Linked DNA regions of Zea mays: region 2 is linked to region 1. A link is a contact called in public Hi-C data. All regions are on one chromosome and are shown on one strand. The core of a region is the stretch at or near the end of the contact, and the rest is flanking DNA. Distances in the headings are between cores, read along the strand shown.

Region 1 (7,163 bases), core at 3,066-5,565:
CAATTGGTTGTCTACTCGGTGTAGACTCCTCCTTCTTCTCCTCCGTCGCCTTAAATGCCACCGGTTGTGCTTCGGACGTGGAGGGTTCATCAAGCTCGTTGATCTTCTTTGATCCTTTAATCATACATTCAAAGCTCACAAAATTCCCGATTACTTCCTCGGGAGTCATTAGTGTGTATCTAGGATTACCACGAATTAATTGAACTTGAGTGGGGTTAAGGAAAATAAGTGATCTCAAAATAACCTTAACCACCTCGTGATCATCCCATTTCTTGCTCCCGAGGTTGCGCACTTGGTTCACCAAGGTTTTGAGCCGGTTGTACATATCTTGTGGCTCCTCCCCTTGGCGAAGACGGAAGCGACCGAGCTCCCCCTCGATCGTTTCCCGCTTGGTGATCTTAGTGAGTTCATCACCCTCGTGCGCGGTCTTGAGAAGGTCCCAAATCTCCTTTGCATTCTTCAACCCTTGCACCTTGTTGTATTCCTCCTTACTTAGAGAGGCGAGGAGTATGCTTGTAGCTTGAGAGTTGAGGTGCTCGATTTGGGCCACCTCGTCCGTATCATAATCTTCATCCCCTATGGATGGTACCTGTGCTCCAAACTCAACAACATTCCATATACTTTTGTGGAGAGAGGTTAGATGAAATTTCATTAAATCACTCCACATAGCATAATCTTCGCCATCAAAGGTTGGCGGTTTGCCTAATGGAACGGAAAGTAATGGAGTATGTCTAGATGTATGAGGATAGTGTAAGGGGATCTTACTAAACTTCTTGCGCTCTTGGCGCTTAGAAGTTACGGACGGCGCATCGGAGTCGGAGGTTGATGTTGATGAAGTGTCGGTCTCGTAGTAGACCACTTTCCTCATCCTCTTGTGCTTGTCGCCTTTCCGATGTGACTTGTGGGAAGAAGATTTTTCCTTCTTCTCTTTGTGGTGAGAAGAAGAAGATCTTTTCTCCTTCCGTTTGGAGAAGTCCTTCTTCTTCTCCTTCCTCTTGGTGCGGGACTCTTCCGATGAAGTGCTCCCTTGGCTCGTAGTGGGCTTGTCGCCGTTCTCCATCTCCCTCTTGGTGTGATCTCCCGACATCACTTCGAGCGGTTAGGCTCTAATGAAGCACCGGGCTCTGATACCAATTGATAGTCGCCTAGAGGGGGGGTGAATAGGGCGAAACTGAATTTTACAAAATTAATCACAACTACAAGCCGGGTTAGCGTTAGAAATAATAACGAGTCCGAGAGAGAGGGCGCAAAACAAATCGCAAGCAAATGGAGAGTGTGACACACGAATTTGTTTTACCGAGGTTCGGTTCTTGCAAACCTACTCCCGTTGAGGAGGCCACAAAGGCCAGGTCTCTTTCAACCCTTCCCTCTCTCAAACGGTCCCTCGGACCGAGTGAGCTTATCTTCTCAAATCACTTTGGGAATCAAACTTCCCGCAAGGACCACCACACAATTGGTGTCTCTTGCCTCAATTACAAGTGAGTATGATCTCAAGAAAGAATGCGAAAGAAAAGAAGCGATCCAAGCGCAAGAGCTCAAATGAACACTACAAATCACTCTCTTTAGTCACTAAGGCTTTGTGTGGAGTTGGGAGAGGATTTGATCTCTTTTGGTGTGCTTTGCAATGAATGCTAGCTCTTGTATAGTGGTTGGAAGCTGGAAAACTTGGATGACTTGAATGTGGGGTGGTTGGGGGTATTTATAGCCCCAACCACCAAACTAGCCGTTTGGTGGAGGCTGTCTGTTCGATGGTGCACCGGACAGTCCGGTGTGCACCGGACAGTCCGGTGCGACAGCCACGTCACCAAGGCCGTTGCAATTCGACCGTTGGAGTTCTGACTTCTGGGCCCGCCTGGATGTCCGGTGGCGCACCGGACATGTACTGTAGAGTGTCCGGTGCGCCAGCATGGGCGTGCCTGACGCCTGCGCGCTCTGGCGCGCATTAATTGCTGTTGCAGGCGACCGTTGGCGCGAAGTAGCCGTTGCCCCGCTGTTACACCGGACAGTCCGGTGTACACCGAACATGTCCGATGAATTATAGCGGAGCAGCAGAAATGAATTCCCGAGGCTGGCGAGTTCCGGAGGCCGCTCTTCCTTGGAGCACCGGACATGTCCGGTGTACACCGGACAGTCCGGTGAATTATAGCGGAGTTGCCCCTGGAATTTTCCCGAAGGTGACAAATTTGAGTTTGGAGTCCTCTGGTGCACCGGACATGTCCGGTGGTGCACCGGACAGTCCGGTGCGCCAGACCAGAGGTGCCTTCGGTTGCCCCTTTGCTCTTTTGTCGAACCCAATACTTGGTCTTTTTATTGGCTAAGTGTGAACCTTTGGCACCTGTATAACTTATACACTAGAGCAAACTAGTTAGTCCAACTATTTGTGTTGGGCAATTCAACCACTAAAATTATTTAGAAACTAGGTGTAAGCCTAATTCCCTTTCACCAGCTCTGTGCCTTTAGTGCTTTGACCGCCACCACTCAAGGTAGAAGCAGACAAGCTCAAGTGAGCAACCTCGCTGTACCACCGCACCCCGCCCCGCCCATGATTCGACGTTGTGTGAGTGCGCCACCACGTCGGACAGCCTCACCGAGGATCTACATGTGCCGCCCCGCACCCCAGCCCGTCCAAGCTTCCTCCAACTCTGGCGTCTCACACTCGATCTCCGGCTACCCATGACCTCGACTGCGCCCTCCCATGATCCTTCCAGCTTCCCTCGGTGTCCCTTTTTCTCCAAGTTTCCTCTGGTTAGTCAAATATTGTCTTTCTCAGTGTTGCATAGTTGATTAGATGAAAACTAAATTATTTTAACATTTATTATAACGATAATTAAATATTATTTAGTCTAAAAAACATATCCACCAGATACCCGATACCCGACAGATACCTGGTGGGTATGAATACGGGTACAGTTTCTTGCCCGATTGGCTTGGTGGGTATGGATATTTGTAGATGACTCAGGTACTACATCGGGTCGGGTATTACTATACCCGAACATAATCCGACCCGCTGCCATCCTTATCTGTGATGTGTTCATTCTGTCTCTATGTCTTGATTATTTTTTACTTGCACTTCAATACTTATCTGTGGTATAGGCTGTCTTTGAAGTACATGATATTTTGAGACAGTGATTTCATTTTCGCTGCAACCTACTCGACGTGATATTCTTTCCACTGCAATTAGACTTCGAGTATAGTAAAATTTCTAGTTTTTAAGTCATATTTTTTATTCGCTTATTCACCCCTCTATTGACATCTAGATCCTGTTCCTGGGTAAATGGAACTTTCATGTTTAGAGTTGTGTGTTTAAGGGCATGTTTGGTATGGCTCTGCTCCGCTTCGAAGCAGCTCTACTCCAAAACTCTGGATGGAGCAGCTCTGCTCCAGAATTTATATTGCTATCTCATAATCAGTGGCAGTGGTGGGTAAATAACTCCAAACTTTATGTTAGGTTGCTTTTTTAAGTCTTCAGAGCAGTAAAAGAGGTACTCCAAAAATTTGTACTACAACTCCGAAAAACTCCGTGGAGTTTACAACTCTGAAGTTGGTGTTTGGCAGGCTCTGACTAGTTCCTTCTTAGAGTTTTACTCTAGAGTCCTACCAAACACGTCCTAAATATTTTTTTATACAGTATAGTGTTTTCAAAATCATATGTATATATTATATAAGAAAACAAATGAAAATAAGAAGTAACAAGAAGAACTTAAAAGTAGAGGTACTATTTTGTGGGCTATTGCTGGAGATGTCTTGAGAACGTTCGGATTCTCTATTATAAAATTTAGATCTAAAGGTTTAAACAAATAGTAAAAAATATCTCTAAACTTTAGTCTATTTTATATTAAAACTTTACAACTTTAAAAATAAACTAATTATTCTAAGGGTCTATTTGTTTCTCTCCTAGACTATATAAGTTAGATTATAGGAGGGTAAAATAGAACCGTAAGTTAGGTTTTGCATAAGCTCAAAGCTTTGCATAACTTTTAGAGGCCTAACTAATGCAAAGGAACGAGAAAAAGCTCGCGAGCGAAGTTAAGTTCCCGCGCAAACCCGGAAAACCCGCCAGGGGAGGGAGAGGGGCCCACGTGGCAGCGTTCTGCGCTACCAGGCCCGGCGCCCTCGAACCCGTCCGCGGGGCTTTCCCCTTCCTCATCTTCTGCGTCTCCCTCCTCTCATCTCCTCTCCTTCTCCGCACTTGAGACGAGAGTACGAGACCGACTGCGACTAAAAACACTTTTGCGGGCAGCCCCCTGCCCCCACGCCCTATTCCCCCGCGCCGCCAACCCACCCCACCCCACCCCAGCCCCCGCGGCGGCCCTCCCCCGATCCGACGGCTCGATCCCCAGCCACTCTTTATCCTCCGCACCCGCTCGCCCCGTCGCCCTGCTTCCTCACAACTTGCCCCCCCTTTTTCCGTTCCGTTCCCTCGCTCGTCGCCGCGCGCGCTAGGTTAGGGTTTCGCCGCATCCCGGCCGCTCCGCCCGCTTCGGATCGTTCCGGTGAGTGAGCTTCGTTCTTTGTGTACTGCGCCCCTGCTTGATTTTGTCCTTCCTTCGTTCCTGTTGCTAGGAGGCAGTAGATTGGGAGCTTAGGGTTTTAACTGATTTGGCTTTGTTGCGGCGTTTTCTTTTTGGGTGCGGCGGCGTAGGTGGGAGGCCATGGCGATCGTGAGGACCGGAGCCGGCAACCGGGTCCCCAGGCTTGACGGCGGCAGTGAAGGCTCGCCGGAGGCCACGGAGGACGACGACAACGAGGAGGAGTCGCGGGCCACGCCGTCGCAAGAGTCCGAGGCCAACGGCTTCTCCGTCGACGACGACGATGGCCAGAACGGCAGCGGCGGAGGAGGCAAGGATCCAGAGGAGGTGGTGGAGGAAGAGGAGGAGGAAGAGGGGGACTCAGGGATGGGTTCCGATGGGCTGGACGTCGCTGAGCTCGGCGAGCCCAGCACCGAGATATGCCAGGTCGGGGACCAGAGTGTTGCCGTGCCGCTGGAGCTCTACGACCTCGACGGCCTCGGCGACGTGCTCTCGCTCGTCGCCTGGAACACCCTGCTCAGCGAGGATGAGCGGCTGCGCCTCGCCGCCTTTCTGCCCGACATGGACCAGGAGACCTTTGCGCGCACGCTCGTCGAACTCTTCGCGGGGCGAAACTTCCACTTTGGGAGCCCCCTGGCCGCCTTCTTCAAGCGCCTCAAGGGCGGGCTCTGTGACCCGAGGGTCAACCTGTACCGCCGTGGTACCCGTTTCGCGGAGCGGCGCAAGCATTGCTACTGGATCCAGAGCTACCACAACTCCATGGTGCGGGGCCTCCGGGAGATCAAGGATTGCTTGAAGGGCCACGAGAGATACAGCCTTGCTGAGAAGATCAGGATGTTGCACACGTTAAAGGCACAGCAGCAGCAGAGGAAGGCTCTAGAGTTGGCGAGGCGGGCTGGGTCGGAGACTGATTCCGAGAGCAGAGGGTCTGGAGAACAGGTCTTAGATCGGCTCAAGCATGATAAGAGTGGACAGAAGAAGTCGGGGAAGTTAGTGAAGGAGAAGTCGAAGGGGCTGCTGCGAGCGGGTATGCCGAAAGGAGTGGATGAGGATTACATGGGAGGGTCTGGCCGCGATGCTGTGATGTCACTCTCTGAGCTTTCTAGGTATGATCCACGCACGCATAGAGGGAAGCTTCCCAGGAGCATAGAGGGCCATTACTCGGAGGACCTTGGATATGGAAGGGATTCATCAAGATCTTGGTTTCAGAGGGCTCTGCCCAAGCCAGTGAAGAAGGAATTAACTACGACCTATGATGGTAATCTGTATGGAAATAACTACAGTGATAACCATACTGCCTCTCCTTACCACTACGGCAGGAATCCCATTGCTAATCAGGGAGTTACCTTAGCAGCAGCATATGATCCTCCTTATTTTGATACCAGAAGGAATTCAAGGTACTCGGGTAGAGACTGGGCACAGGGTGGAAAAGGTGTGCACACTAACGCTTTAATGGGTGATGAGATGAACTGGCCAGCTGGTATCCACACTGGTACATTACATGACAGGCAGAAGGGGCAGTCTGCAGGTGATTACAGGAGCAGGAAAGATCAAGCTGGTTATGGCCTGAAGGTTAAGTCCTATAAAAGTATTGACCAGCAGGTTAATGATGCCCATGTTGGTTCTGACCCTAGAAGCAAGATATCACAAGCGAAGATGGCAGGTAAATCCAGTACACAACTAGATAGGACTGGCCAGAAGCACTCCAGGAGCAATGCTGTCTATGCTCAAAGTGATGAGACAGAATCTGATTCCTCGGAAAAGTTTGAAGATGGCGGGGAAGTGCATTATCTTGAACGGAAGCCAGAGCGTCACCATTCTGGGTATTATAGACCAGCACATGGTGCCAAAAAGCCAAACAAGCTTGCTAAAGTGGCCAAAATGAACTATCCTACTACTGATGCAGATTTAGAACCCTCCCAGAGCAAAGGATTCGAAGGGAAGGGTTCAGAGACTGGCTATTTACGTGATGTGGATGTGATGGTGACAGAACAGATTAGTGATGTCATGAAACCTCCAGCAGCAAGTGGTGAAAGGAAGCGGAAAGGGGCGGGAAATCTGGACATGCATGTTTATCATAACTCTGATCTGCATGAAATTAATGAAGATGCAAATGACTCATCCAGGTTGGCGGAGAATGAAAGGTTTGCTAGTAGATCAGGCCATGCAGGCCAAGATTCTAATGGTGATTATGTTGGTACTGAAAGAGTCAGCTCTAGCTCCAAAAAAGCAAAAGGAAGAGTCGAAGTTCCTAGCCTGGATGAGCATGGTGAGCATTTGTCATCTGGCTCAAAGCTTGTTGAGAACATTGGTGGATCCAAGAAGAAAAACAAAAAAAAGCCAGAGAGCAGCACCACAGATGCAGCTATTATAGCAGAACCAGCTGCTGCTGTACCTGAAATTAATGTGGTAGCTGCAGAGCCTGAGAAGGTTGAGAAGCCCAAGAAGAAGTATGTACCGATAACACCAACAATCCATACTGGTTTTTCGTTCTCTGTTGTACATCTTTTAACTGCTGTAAAGAAGGCTATGGTCACTCCTGCTGAGGATACTCCAGCCACAGCGAAGCAACCAGATGGAGAGGAGGGCAAAATTTGTTTCAACAATGAAGAACACATCAAAACACCTCATCAA
Region 2 (7,163 bases), core at 3,112-5,611, 460 kb before region 1:
GCGGTTTGAGCGGGGGCGGGTGAGCCGGTGAGGCGGGGGGTCGGGGCGCACGAACGGACGTGGGATGTTGGCGGATCAGGCGGGGCGACGAAGCGCACGGATGGACGGTGTAGATTTGATGATATAGATGGACGGCGTAGATTCATGGAAGGCAGAACCAGGGGAGGCAGCCTACCCCTTAGAGCCTTAATAGGTAGTATAGATTATTTATTTTATATAGAACTCCTATTATATAGTAAAGTTGTGACATTCGATCCTGTGCCATGATTCATCATATGTGTGAGACTTGGTCCCAGCACACTTGGTGATTATGTTCGCGCCCGGGTCTTGGTGCCTCGAAACCCGGGTGTGACAACCATCCTACCCAAAAGCACCACGAGGGTACCCTAGGTGTGCGGTCGGACACTAAACACCGACAGCGCCAACACACTTTTTGGTGACTTCGCTAGGGAAAAAGGTTGGAGATCCACAAAATCAGGTTTATATGTCCGATTCTAAAGATCTCAACAGTGCAGCAGTGCTTCTCCAAACAGTGACATAATGCTGACTAATTTGTCGGCCGCTGAGCATAAAAGATTAGAAGATGACATGAAGAAAATAGACAAGAAGGTCTAGCGACAAAAAGATCAGGTACTCAAGGTGGCGGAGAAGTGGTTCCTCTCGCACTTTAGGGTAGATTGCCACCAAAAGACCGTCCGAGAGAGGGAAATAAACACCAATTACATATCAGCTGTACTACAACAACTCTCCACGATAGGTGATGCCAGGTCAGTCGATGATATTCCATCTATTAAGATTTCTTTTGATAATCGGATTAAAAGTATCATGGAGGATATAGAGAAGACGACGCATGCATTAGGAAAAACTCACATGCCTAATTTTTTATCACATAAATTAGGCACTGAAACAATTGTGCCAAACACATCGAGCAACAAATGGGTTTCCCCAGCCATATTCTGGTATGCCGATAGACTCATATCCAGGACAACTGTCACCTCCATCTCCACTAAATGGTAGGTCAACTCTAAGCATGGCCGGACTATCCGCCAACGACCTCGGACCGTCCGACCCTCCGTCAGACCGTCTGGCACCCTACGCCGGATAGTCTGGAGTCACACAGAGCCCACTGCAAGGGTCGCAGGCGTTGCCCGACGCGTCCGGACAGTCCAGGAATAGTACCGGACTGCCCGGTCCACTCGCAGACCGTCCGACTACATAGGTTGAACCGTCCGAAGCACCTGAAATCACCTGTGATCCTCCTAGTGCGGAAGGCCGGTATAAAGATAGCTGGCCACCCAATCCCCAAGAGCCGAAAAAGTCATCTGTGGCTGAGCTTGTTTGGCCCGCTAAGGCCAAATCTTCTGTTTGCTCTCACCTGCACTCGACACAAATGGAGAAAGTTAAGTTCACATTTAATATTGCTAAGTGTGATAAAATATTTGATGAGTTACTTAAGCATGGTAATATTAAATTGTCATATATAATTCCTCCGGTTGAAGAATTAAAAGGGCTTATATGTTGTAAATGGCATGGCTCCTTTCTTCATAACACCAATGATTGTGCTTTCTTCCATTGGCAAATACAATCGGCTATAAATGAAGGTCGGTTGAGGTTTCAAAAGGAGATGAGGATTGACAGGCCACCTGTCCCTGCCACCACAAGTTTTCTTATTTGGGCTAGGGGGCACCACAAGTTTTTGTCTATTGACAGATTGATCAGACAGACATGGCCGAAGAGGATGCAATCCGAAACGGCCTATGTGCATCAAAGTTCTATCAAGTATTTTATATTATCTGATCACAAGAGCCGATGACTTGCATCGAGCTGCATCCTTACTTTGGAAATAAAATAACTCATGAGATCAATTGTTTCTGAAGTTTTCGCTGGTTCTTTTGGTTCGCCAAGCTCCACCAAAAGGCAGGGGGCATGTGTTGAGCACCAAAAGTGGGGGACGGTCCGCGCCCCCGCGATCAGATTAGTTCGGGTGATTATCCTTATCCCGAGCGTGGTTATCCATCTAATCACGTGGGGTTTGTTAGCTATTGCCTAGGAACGGGTCCAGACCCCCTATATATATGAAGGGCTACGACCGATTGAGAATTTCCGAACACATTCTAATCGAACCAATTACTTTCTTTATCATTCCTGCCATAGGAGTAGATGTAGTGTAGTTCGAGTTATAGCCTTCCGCATATCCACCTACACCCCTATTCGACTCTACGTCGTCTAGATCCGTCTTGGGTGGCCTGCCGACCCTAAGATAACCCTAGGATCTTACCCCTCCCGGGGGCAAGATCTAGTTATCCACCCAAGGCCTCTTCCTCGAATTGATCTTTTAATTTCTAGGCAACTCCACGTCGTCTGGGGACGCCCTGTCGATCCAGGGCGCCCTAAGATCTCTTCCCCCAAGGGGCGAGATCTAGGTTCCAGCGAGGAGGAGGAATACGACCTTGCGCCATCGTGGACCGTCCGGCCCTGTGCACGGACCATCCGGTGCGACGCAGGGAAGGCGTCGCTCCTGCGTCCAGGTCCCGAACCGTCCGGCCCAGAGCCGCGGACCGTCCGTGCTGCCGCGGAGGGCACCGCTAGGCGGTACACCCCTAGTAATTGGCGCTGACCAAATCGGCGCCAATCCAAAAAGACCAGGCTGCTTATTCTTTCGTGGGCACACATACAAAAGATAAGGCAGGCAAAAGAAAAGTCCATACACACGGAGCGACACAGGGTGTGGAGCAGGAGGGATCTTGATCTAGATGCGAGAGAGAGAGAGAGTGAGAGAGAGGAATTGGTGGAGGTTGGGAGTTGGGGGACCGGCAAGCAAGGAACATTCCATTACATGATATTCATGAACCTAAGTTTGATCTCCTCTCCCACCAGTAATGAGCTCTGCAAATAAAGCCTAGTTAGTAGGTACCGTACCCCCCACCAGCTATAGTAGCTTCACACTGCATGCATGCCTGTTTTAGCTACACTAAACACGCACTGTACGCACGGTCACATCCCATAATAACTCAACAAGGAATGAATGCATCGCAGACTGCTCTGTGCCTGTGCCTCCCCGGTGGGCCTCTTCTACTCTAGTAGCACGTACTACTGTACTCCTAGCTAGCTCTTGCTGCTCAGCGCCCACTCCCTCTCCTCTCTAGCTAGCTGCTAGCCAGAGCGCACTAATCTCTAGAAACGAGTAAGTACACCCTCTAACCAAACACATGCATCAGAAAGAACAACACGACGACGACACACTAGATTGTAGCCATGGATCGGAGAGAGATCAGAACGAAGCTAGCTCTAGCTGTCGTAGCTCCAGCTAAATTGATCGGGAGGGGGACGAGCTGAGATCATGTCAGCGTGTGTGTACTACGTACTACTGCATGACATTGACATGCATCAACGACTGATGGCGACGACTAGCTAAGTAGTAATTAATGGTAACAACGGCATATATGCGCCGATCAGGCCACGTCGTGCTGCTCTTCCTCGAGACCGCCGGGGAAGAGGTCTAGCGTCTTGAGCGGCCGGCAGCTGAAGGCAGCCGGCAGCGGCGGCGCCACCTCGAACCCTGCAACCGGAGGCGCCCCCATCGTGTCGACGACAGCACCGGAGGTCGAGCTCACCACGACGTCGTCAAGCGCCACGCCGAAGTTGTCCAGCTTCCCCAGCGAGTACTCCGGCCGGCCGAGCGCCTCCGTCGGCACAAGCCCTCCGCCACCCTGTCCGAGTCATACATTGTAGTTGCATGGACGGATTAATATAAAGATGGAAACTTTATTTATTCCAGCTCTGGTGATGTGACCTGTAGTATAGAATATAGATAGATACTCCTAGTACGTACTCCGTCCTACCTGATAGTGGAACAGCTGGGTGGTCGGCGACGGGGGAGTGGCGTTGCCGGCGCACCGGCTCGCCGGTGCAGCGAAGGCGGCCGTGGCGGGGTAGTAGTAGCCGTACGCTGCAGCGGCGGCAGCAGCAGCAGCAGCCGGGGTGGGCGACGTCGTGGACGGGGAGAGCAGCTGGTGCCCGTACGGCGGCGGCGCGGCGAGGAAGGCGGCGTGGCCGTGGTGCGCCGCCGCGGCGTAGTACTGCGCGCAGGAGAGGAGGTGGTGGCTCATGCAGAGCCTGCGGCGCATCTTCTGGCGGTCCCGGGCCTTGTGGTTCTGGAACCAGTAGAAGACGTTCTTGCCCTCGATGCGGCCGTAGCAGGCGAGGTGCGCCGTGATCTGCTGGATCTGCGACGCGTTGGGCGTGCGCAGGCCGCCGCGGTACATGTCCTCCAGGATCATCAGCTGCTCCGGCGTCGGGCACCACCGCGTCGACCCCGCCGCCACCTGCTGGCCCTGCTGCTGCTGCTGCTGCGACGGCATGTCGGTCGTCGTCGCCGTCGTCGTCTACCTCCTCTAGCCAAGTACGTACGCACCTCCAGCTAGGATTTGATGGCTGGCTGAGCTATTGGTGTACGAGCACTCGATCGGTCGATGAGTTTGATTGGTTGGAAGCTGCTGTCTGTGAATAAGCTAGCAAAAAGGTTTTGGTTTGGTTTGGTTTGGTTGGTTGGGTGTGTGGAGACTGGAGAGAGAGGGACTGTTGAGAGAGACAAAATGGGTACTAGGGAGGGAGGAGGAGGAGGAGCAGATGGGTGGGTGTGGACGGAGGTCTGGATTGGAAGAAGAGGATGAGACGACGAAGAAGCATGTAGTGGGGAGAGGCCGGCCACTACTGCTTCCTTCTTCCTGTCTGCACAGTATATATAATGGATGCAGAAGACACTATACATACACGCGCACATGCCCACCACCACCACCATCGTAGGAGTTGAGTTTAGACTTTAGAGAGAGGAGGTGAGGGAAGGGAGAAGGACGCGTACTGCAGTGACTGTTTATTTAGAGAGAGAGAGAGGAAGGAAGAGGGATCAGAAGAGGCAGAGATGAGAGATGTGGTGGCAATGGCAATATGGCAGTGTATGCAAGAGCGGCCTGCTGTGTACTGTACTGTTCACTGGTAAGGTAGCTATAGGTAGGCAGCTAGCAGCGGTCATCTTTTCTCACACGGAGCAGCAGTATATAGCCAGCAAGCCCAGCCCAGCCCAGCCCGCTAGGTTTCAGCTCCTGTAGCAAAGCGATGAAAAGAATCAATGTGGTAATCAAGAAGCACCGCGTACTGTTGCGTGATGGATTCCAAATGCCTGACAGATTAACGCCGGCGTATCCAACACATCTCGTACCGACCGGCCGGCCTAGCTATCTATGTTCGTATGTACAGTTGTAGGAGCTCGTATGCATATGCGTGTGTGCAATGCATGATCCCATGCCCTTGGCCCTAGCTTGTTTGTCTTCGTTTCAAACTCGTTCGCAACAGCGCACATAGATCACAGTACGTATACCCTAGTAATTTGAATCCATGTGCATGCATATGGATGCCGGCATGCCAACAAGTGATGAACGAGCGAGATCGAGGAAAGGGACAACGAAGGCAAGGCAAGGCAGGAAGGAAGGAGACACGTACAGTACAGGCAAGAGAGGAGGCCAACAGTTGTCGACCGCCGTGTTTATTGCTAGGCTATACACGTACGTCCGTTTGTGTCGCGTTCTTGTGATTTCCCTGCTTCGAGGGACGAACGCGGTACGTACTGCTGCTTGTGCGTGCAAACGTCAAGCGCGCCAGTAAGTGGCTATTGTGTAGGTACGTACTACGTGTGTGTGTGTGTGTGTATAGACAGACGACTAGTTGTAGTTGTATGGGCACACACAGCTATAGCTAGCGGCTTGCTGACGACCTTGCTCTTGCTAAAGCATATATAGATCGATGGCGATTCGGTCAGGGTTTAGGTACACAGCTAGCAACTAGATCTAGCATTATTAGGTCTATATAGTAACAAGCTAGTATTTAGGGGGTGTTTGGTTAGAGGGACTAAAGATTAGTCTCTATTTTTTAGTCTCATTTAGTCCCTTTTTTCCAAACACTAGGACTAAAATATGGACTAAAATGATTTAGTCTTTAGTCCTTCACATATGTGTTAAAAGGGACTAAACCATATTAATTCCACATTTACCCCTCATTTAGTTCAATTGTACTAATAGCAAGAGTTTGTTAAAAGCCATTTTAGTCTTCTTATGAGTCATGTAGTATATTCTTACTATTTTTAGCCTCTAGAACCAAACATGTTAGGGACTAAACTTTAGTCTCCTAACTAAACTTTAGTCCCTAGACTAAAGAAACCAAACATGGCCTTAGTGAGGTCGTAAATTAAAACCTGAGAAGATCGATGATGGACGTACTACGTACGTACGACGACGACGACTACACTGGGTCTCCTAGCATACAAGGCACACGTACACCAGCACACATTCCTCTTCGGAAAAAAATGGCTCTTTCCATCTATCTATCCATCTATCTATCTATCTATATCTATCTATCTGCATGTGCTTGCAACTGCAACGCTGCGAGAGTACGTGCCTTGAACGGTTGGTTACTGGTGGCGAGTTTACTTAGCACGTCGTGTCGTGCCTTCATTCTCGATCTGCTTGCCCCAGCAGCTCTCGCCATCCTTCAGGGAAAGAAAGAAAGAAAGAAAAGAGACCCAATCAGTATTCAATTAATATATTCATCGGTGATGTGGTGTGACTAATCGATCGGACAGAGACAGAGGGGCTAGCTAGCTCATATGCCTCATGGCTATAAATCGGCGGGCATGCATGCGTGCATTTAAGGGCAGAATTACACGTCGGCCGGATTCTGGAAATCTGCCTAGGATTTAGGTCGACGACCACCACACACCAGTAGTAGAGTAGATCGAGGAGCCAGCCAGCCAGCTGGGAAAGAGCTTGCATTGCTCTTTGCATGCAGCAATAGGAAACTGAGGAATTATGAGGTGATGATGATGCCCTCCTCCGGCCGGGCCATGGCCCATGGGACGACACTTGCAACCACGCAATGCGATGCATGGCCCACACTACCTAGAGGTGGGCGCTGCAGCTAGCGGATCAGCAGGATTCACAGTGATGAGCCATTAACTTCCATCCTTTTTGTATTTCGTCTGCATACCTAGCTCCTCTACATACCTAGCTATACTATACGCCTATACTCCTGTGTACTTTACTAGTATTATTATATAAATACATATACACGGTGAGGCTATAACTGTACCTGACATCATTTACTAGTGTTTG

What was found. Hi-C and Micro-C count contacts between places; a contact is called where the count stands out from the background.
Region 2: a contact with region 1 is called in a Hi-C map of tassel, with 4 times the contacts expected there. The contact joins the promoter of LOC100127511 here to the promoter of LOC100193885 in region 1. A contact is called at or near these places in 2 of 25 Hi-C or Micro-C datasets (ear and tassel).

The regions. Positions count from the first base shown.
Region 1 is chr6:37,462,208-37,469,370 of Zm-B73-REFERENCE-NAM-5.0, reverse strand. LOC100193885 reads left to right here and starts at 4,315. Exons shown (of 2, transcript NM_001359316.1): 1 at 4,315-4,493; 2 at 4,643-7,163. The coding sequence starts at 4,653.
Region 2 is chr6:37,923,371-37,930,533 of Zm-B73-REFERENCE-NAM-5.0, reverse strand. It overlaps LOC100127511, which reads right to left and starts at 4,361. Exons shown (of 2, transcript NM_001112768.1): 1 at 3,843-4,361; 2 at 3,453-3,710. The coding sequence starts at 4,361. The coding sequence ends at 3,453.